Linked DNA regions of Sus scrofa: region 2 is linked to region 1. A link is a contact called in public HiChIP or PLAC-seq data. All regions are on one chromosome and are shown on one strand. Each heading gives the region's core, a stretch centred on a gene start, on an enhancer-like site or on the middle of the called end of the contact. The rest is flanking DNA. Distances are from core to core; before and after follow the strand shown.

Region 1 (3,430 bases), core at 381-2,880:
TTTTAACCTTTACTCTAAACCTCAATCACGACATACATTTTATGTTTTCTATCATAAAGGGCTTTTTTATTGGTATTACCCTATGTCCTACAATCAAAATCTGTGCTTCTATATATAAAGATTCTCACAGAAAACTATCTTTTTGAACAGAGATAGTGTTAAAGAACAGGGCCTGGGCCTTCATGGAATCTGACAAACCAAGAAATTGTCAAATTTTATATACAATTTTTATTGTATATAAAAATGTGTATATGCACAATATACCACTCAGGGGAAAGAATTTATAGCTTTTACCAGGTTCTCAAAGAGATCTGTGATGCTCATAAAAGCTTCAAAACCAAACCAAATGCACAAAAAGCCCAATGGTCTAGAAAGCAAATGATACCTATTTTTTTTTTTAAGAGTGAATGGTGTTTTTTTTTTATTATTTTTTTAATAGTTATTTCCCCAATACAATTTTTTTCTACTGTACAGCATGTACACATGTTTTGGCAGCTGTCAGCAGCCCAAGGCTGGAGTGTATCAGCTCTGGTGGCAGCCCCATGGCCAGTGTACCAGCAACAGCAGCTCTGTGGCTGCAGCGTACAGCTCCAGCAGCTCTTTCACCTGGTGAGAAACCAAGCAAGCACTGGGAGAGTTGGAGAGCTCAGAGGAGATCGCTCTCCGGAGTCGGAGCCCCGAAGAGGGGTTTCACAAGGCTTTTATGGGCTAGTTCTTCTGGGTCCGTGCTTGGTGGACCAGATTGAGAACTGGTAAAGTAACAGATGCGGAAACAAGTTTACAAAAGCAGATGTGTGGGGGAGGGGTGGCTGGGGCAGTTGGCCAGACTTTGCTTCGTCATCATGGCTGGGGTCTCCTTTCTACATTTTTATCGGGATATTGTCTCCTACAGACATACATGTACACACTCTATTTTCACATATTATCATGTTCCATCTTAAGTGACTAGACAGAGTTCCCAGTGCCACACAGCAGGATCTCATCACTAATCCATTCCAAAGGCAATAGTTTGTATCTATGAACCCCAAGCTCCCCAACCACCCCACTCCCTCCCTCTCCCCCTTGGCAACAATGAGTCTATTCTGCAAGTCCATGATTTTCTTTTCTATGGAAAGGTTCATTTGTGCCTTATATTAGATTCCAGATATAAGTGATATCATATGGTACTTGTCTTTCTGACTTACTTCACTCAGTATGAGTCTCTGTTTCATCCATGTTGCTGCAAACGGCATTATTTCATTCTTTTTAATAGAATGATATCTGTTTAAAAGTGAAATAAACACTGCCTAAAATGTTACTGTTGTAGAGCTGTGTATTAAGCACCTATAAGAGTGAAAATGAATAGCATGTAGTATGTAACACTAGGGACTGAGGCAAGTTTAAGGTGCTACACTGCCCCGATATGATGATCTAATGCTCTAAAGCTGGTCTTTCACAGTTTAGGGGCTTTACTCTCTTTCAGGCCAGACTGATTCTATTAGGCATTATGCTAGGAAGATTATACACAACCTCTGATTTAATCATCAAAAATTTCTATGAGGAAGGCAGTTTTGTTATTGTTAAGTAGCAAGAGAGTCATAGTTTAGAACTCATCTCAATGGGTCAGTTACCACACTTTCGAAAGCCAGTTAACTGGCAACAGCTTCATTCAGTGACTACACTGCTGCAGCTAAAGTCTACCAATCCTCACACAGTACTGCTTCTCACAGTCCAACAGTCTTTGACCTCTGATTCCTCAAATCCAAAACAAGATCAGCAGTCTGCTTTGTTCAGAAAGACGATGATTTTCCAGCACAGGTCTCCACTCTCCAGCAGCAGTAAACCCAGCCTTCTGATTCAGAGATTGAGCAATGACCTCCTTGACCAAAGGGTAACACAGAGGATTAGAATCCAGGCAGATTCCAGGGCCTAACCTTGGAGTCACTGTATTTTCCCTTGTATTGTATTTTAGGGCAAATATCTTAATATTTGGATTATGATGGAGAGACCTGGATTCCCTCTTCCTTTCATGACCACACCAATATTGTTATTTAAAACAGTGTATAGTAACTTATTATTGCTCCTTTCTAATTTTATTTTTTTATGGGCATCATGAATGGCAAAGTCCCTATAAAGTGAGGCAGTACTATTCATCATCATTTACAACCAAAGTATCCACATATTTAATTGAAATGAATTTAAAACAAAATTACCTCTTAAATCCTAAGCTTTAAAGAGTTTCTAAATATGAGTAACAGCGTATTTTTGTACTAATAAGACAAAATGTATTTAAAAAAATAATGATTCTCCATTGTTTACAAAACATTCTAATAGATAAAGCCATGGAATAAATTTTTTATGCCATTACATTACCTTTACTAATATAATTAATTTATTAAGGTTTTAACATACTAACACAGGAAATAAATCACATGCAATAATTTTTTCAGTAATAAAAAAGTAATTAAGGCAAATAGACCAAAAAAAAAAAAACCCTCTTAAAAAACTGAAGCTAAAAGTATAATTTGCCATGGGAACTTAAAGTCCAAAGTTCTCTTTGTTATGACAATACTCTTTACTTTGCTCTCCCCTTGGCTTTCTTTCTGAGCTTTAATATGAAAGCTGAAAATTCCTGGCCAGTAGCTTGGCCATTTTAGGATCCATAAATTTGGGCAAGCAGTCTATACACATGGCTCAATAATAGTCTTTTTAAATTTAATTGCTTTTTAAAATGCCTCAGTAATTTGGAAGATAGAACTTGAAGAGAGATGAAGTCTATTGAGACCACAAAACTAGAAGGGCAGATTGTAGGAAGGAGTAGAGGTATTAAATGCAGGCAGGCTGAGAGCAGTGGACAGAACTCATCGTAGAGAAATATAATGAATGTACTGAGTTAGGAAACACCAAATTCTACAAAAAATGAATATACCCCCTGGTACTCATATGCTACAAGACACTGAACAGAAGAATACATGTTTAGTAGAGGAATAGAGTCTAATTTTTAGTAAAGTGCTCAAAAAACTAAGTAGATATTTAAAATGTTTATTGCCTTGGTGTAAGTCAAAGGATGTTATTTAACAATGAAGTAACTTTATTTGGAACAAAGGGTAGTTCAGGTCACCTTGCTTTAAAAAAGTCTTCTATTACAGACATTCAAGTAAAAGCAAGCAGAATGACACAAAAGCTTTGACTAGAGGCTTTGATATTCAAGAGGATTAAACAAATGAGCACTAGAGTCTTTTAATGGAGAGCAGATTATGAAGAAACTCATAAAAGCACAATTCTAAAGAGACCACGGAGGTTAAGGAATATAAGGATTTGCGGCAAAATGTTACATGTGGTAAAATTCAGACAGAAGCGCAAAAATAAACTCAGGGAGAGGTTGACACTAAAAAATGAGGTTTTGTTTCCACTTTCAATACAAGTTATCATTCTTTCCTCCCAGAAAAAA
Region 2 (3,430 bases), core at 667-3,166, 150 kb after region 1:
TTAGTGTTAAGAACCTACTGAAAAAAGTACATCATAAAAATTAGAACATTTGATTGGGAATATAATCAGTGCTAATTATAATTAGTGCTAATTTCAAGTATGCTTAATTTGTTCACAAAGCAGACCCAATGGACTTTAAATTCACAATCTCCATAATGAATTAAAAGTAATAGTGTTTTTAAATTTAAATATGTTCTACAATAAATCGTATTTTCTTCAAAATTTATTTTTAACTAAATCGCATGGATAGGATTTTAGCATGTTTACAAAATTATGTATTTTTTTGAACGCAAGAAAAGCACTACCCGTCTCATGTAGTTTTGATATGAAATGTCTCAGTAAGGGATGTGGTGATTAGTATCCTTCTCTCCCTTAACGTGCTCGCTCGCTTGCTCTCTTTCGTAATAAACCCTTAAATGTATTAAATGTAATATAATTTAATTAGGAGAGAGGTGGAGTTGCCACTCTCTGTAGGTGCCTCACTGTCTCTGTTAGCTACGGGTATAACTTAGCAGTACATTCTCCTTAGGCTTTTTCAGCATCTTAGAGTAAGAAAAAATTGTTTTGTAATAAACTACAATTAGGATGTTTGATTTGATGGGAAATCCCAGCCTGCTGAGGGCTTTCCAATGTTGTCATCCCCCAGTAGAGATTTAAATAAAAAAAAAAAAAAGGTAGTTTTTCTAACCACAGAAACCACTGCCCCTATTTCTAACCATTGTTTTGTTCCCATCATCACTGTGGAATAACGAATGCCTACCTAGCATGTTCTCAGTCTTCCAGACCCACAGATCAGGGTGTGGTGATGGTTATTATTTTCTCTGCTGACATTACAATTTAGGGGAATTTCAGGGTAAAATATCCTATTTTCGAGATCCCACAAAGCATGGTTCTCTTGGCATAGATGTTTCACCTTAGTCATGACATAGGTTTTTTAAAGGAAGTTTGTCAGTTTTCAGTATTTTATCATTTATTGAGGCTGTATTCCATGCTGGGCACTGTGACAGGGACTCTATATGGGTAGGAATCTCCTTTAATTCCCACAACTCTCTGCAGAGAGTGTTCCTCCAACACCATTGGATGCACGAGGATGCTGAGGCCCAGAAAGGATGAGCAGCCTGCCTAGTTTGTCACGTGGCTGTAAGAAGCAGAGCAGGGCTCCAGCTCAAGTCTGTGTCCCTGTAGAGGCTGTACCCTTGAGCATGATGCCATGTGCCACATTACCCTGTGATCTGCCTCCTTGGGTCTTGATGCTTGTGCATTATGACACCTCGGGTGGTTTCCCCTCTTTTCATTCTTGAGTCCCAAGTTCCCCGTTGCCATCTTCCTTTTTGGTCCTTTAATGGGAAGAAGCATTACATAAACCTGTAATTTAATAGACCTGTGTTAAACATCAGCTGTGTGAGGAGAACTGTGTCAGAAACTGGAGCGACAAACATTTTGGTTTTCTCGATACAGTCTAGAAAACATTTGAGGTAGCTGATAAAATACATCAAATAAAAAAGGGATTGAAAAAAAAAGTCTCAAAGACCATGAAGATAGAATGAATTCCTTCCAGGGGACCCTCTAGAAGAGTTCCACTTGCAGAACATTGTTTCGTGTTCTTTGTCTCCCTGGTCCATTCTGCAGAACAGAAGGAAAACTCCCATTGGCGCTTTCCATCTTGGACTTCTTAGGGCTCTGCCGTCAACTTGAGTGTTGGGTTCAAGCCATCCTGATACATGACCTCAATGACCAGCATCTCCTAAAGACTTTGTAATGTGCAGAATATTTTCACAAGGATTGTCTTGTTTGTTCCCTATAACTTTGAGAAGCAGCAGTCATACCGAAACTGAGTCACGTTAACACAGCCGGCCCGCATTCTGCCAGGCTCCTCCAACCCCACTGCTTCCTTGAATTATCCACTGGACTTGCATTCTTCTGACTTGGGGTTCCTTTTTCCTGTTTCACTTCTTCTTTCGTAGGCTTTTAGCAGCACCCCCACTCCCTTTAACACCGCAGCAATTTTGTTACTGGTTTTACCCTTATCTCATCAGATGGTGCCCTCTCATCCATGGTCTAGGGACCACTTGGCAGACCCTCCAGTAATGGACCTCCACAGTTATTTTTATTCTTTAAAAATGTCTTTTATATTGTTGAACACTAGCTAGAACAGGAGCTTAAATCTTTTTCATTTCTCGTATCCCACAGATCGCACAATATAAATTTTTAGTGACATAGATATAAATGTTGTTGAAACAGCAAAGTATCTTACTGTCTCCATCCTGTTACCAGTGTGTAGTATTCAGGTGATGGTGGCTTGTTTGTAGAGCTTGAGCAAAATGTTCTTTGACAATGGACATTTCAAATATTTGTATATTTTGGCTGTGTAAATATTCCTGGAGCAGAGGATTTGTGTTATCTGTGCCTAACAGAAATGAAAACAAAAATCTCCCACCAGGTCTGTCTTCCTTTAGCCACATGGGAAGTGATGGTTCTACAAGTTGCCAAATGTGCATGGCTGATCATAACCTCCTCTTGAGCAGTTTAAGCTGGCACCGGAAATCTGAGATATGACTGAAGGATGTGTCATGGAGGAAAAATTTCTGAAATGTTGTTTAAAACAAAAAGTAACAGATACATAGCATTTCCCTATCCATGTTAGTGAACCTTCTAAATGTAAAGGGATCTTTAAATTTTTTGTTTAAAAAACATTTTCAGTTACTTTGAGTTTTGTGCACATTTAAGTAAAGTTGCCAGATTTAGCAAATAAAAATACAGGACACCCAGTTAAATTTTAATTTTAGGTAAACAACGAAAACATTTTTTAGCAAAAGTAGATTTCCCATGCAATTTGGGGGACCTTCTTATACTAAAAACTTACTCCTTTTTTTTCCCCCTGAAATTCATGTTTAGCTGGGCATCCCTTATTTTATCCGAAAATCCTACTTTAAAAAGTGTTTAATGATCTATATTTACCTAATATGTAAGATAGAGTACTTACTCTTTTTTAAATGTAAATAATGTTTACTAAAGCAATTGCTCTAAATTTGGTTCTTTTGATAGAAATTTAAGTTAGAAAACTAAAGAAGTGTAAGAGTTTAAATCTGAAGTAACTGCAATTTGATTACATTAAAACGAAGCACAGGGATCTCCAAAATAGGAAAGTAGGATTTATAGTTAATATTCCATTTTTACTTTCCTTCAGCATTTCCCCATTGCTCCTTATTCTGCCCTCTGGAGGCTCTAGAAAATAATGAAGAAGATGTTATTAACGAGAGCCAGCACTTGCTGAGATCAGTGACACGCTAGGCACTGTTGTTGTATTTGTCTTAATTTATTTAATCTTTACAACAGCCTTATGATTTTTGTATTGCAAATTAGGAAACTAAAGCAGAGACATTAATTAACTTAACCAAGCTTATCTCTCTCTCAGCTCTTCAAGTATTTT

The links. HiChIP or PLAC-seq counts read pairs in DNA pulled down with a chosen protein or histone mark.
Region 2: a contact with region 1 is called in an H3K27ac HiChIP or PLAC-seq map of alveolar macrophages. The contact joins two enhancer-like sites. A contact is called at or near these places in 1 of 47 Hi-C or Micro-C datasets (heart right ventricle) and 1 of 2 datasets of contacts at active chromatin or transcription factors (alveolar macrophages).

Annotation. Positions count from the first base shown.
Region 1 is chr18:33,391,336-33,394,765 of Sscrofa11.1, forward strand. The region is part of intron 1 of ZNF277 (zinc finger protein 277); the gene reads right to left. Among named protein-coding and RNA genes, the nearest start is that of ZNF277, 30 kb to the right of the region's middle. Within about 2 kb of position 1,631, at least 6 of the 83 cell types and tissues checked have an H3K27ac peak or open chromatin away from gene starts, as enhancers often do. A contact at or near this core is called in alveolar macrophages, where this site is marked.
Region 2 is chr18:33,541,690-33,545,119 of Sscrofa11.1, forward strand. The region is part of intron 1 of DOCK4 (dedicator of cytokinesis protein 4); the gene reads left to right. Among named protein-coding and RNA genes, the nearest start is that of DOCK4, 120 kb to the left of the region's middle. Within about 2 kb of position 1,917, at least 9 of the 83 cell types and tissues checked have an H3K27ac peak or open chromatin away from gene starts, as enhancers often do. A contact at or near this core is called in alveolar macrophages, where this site is marked.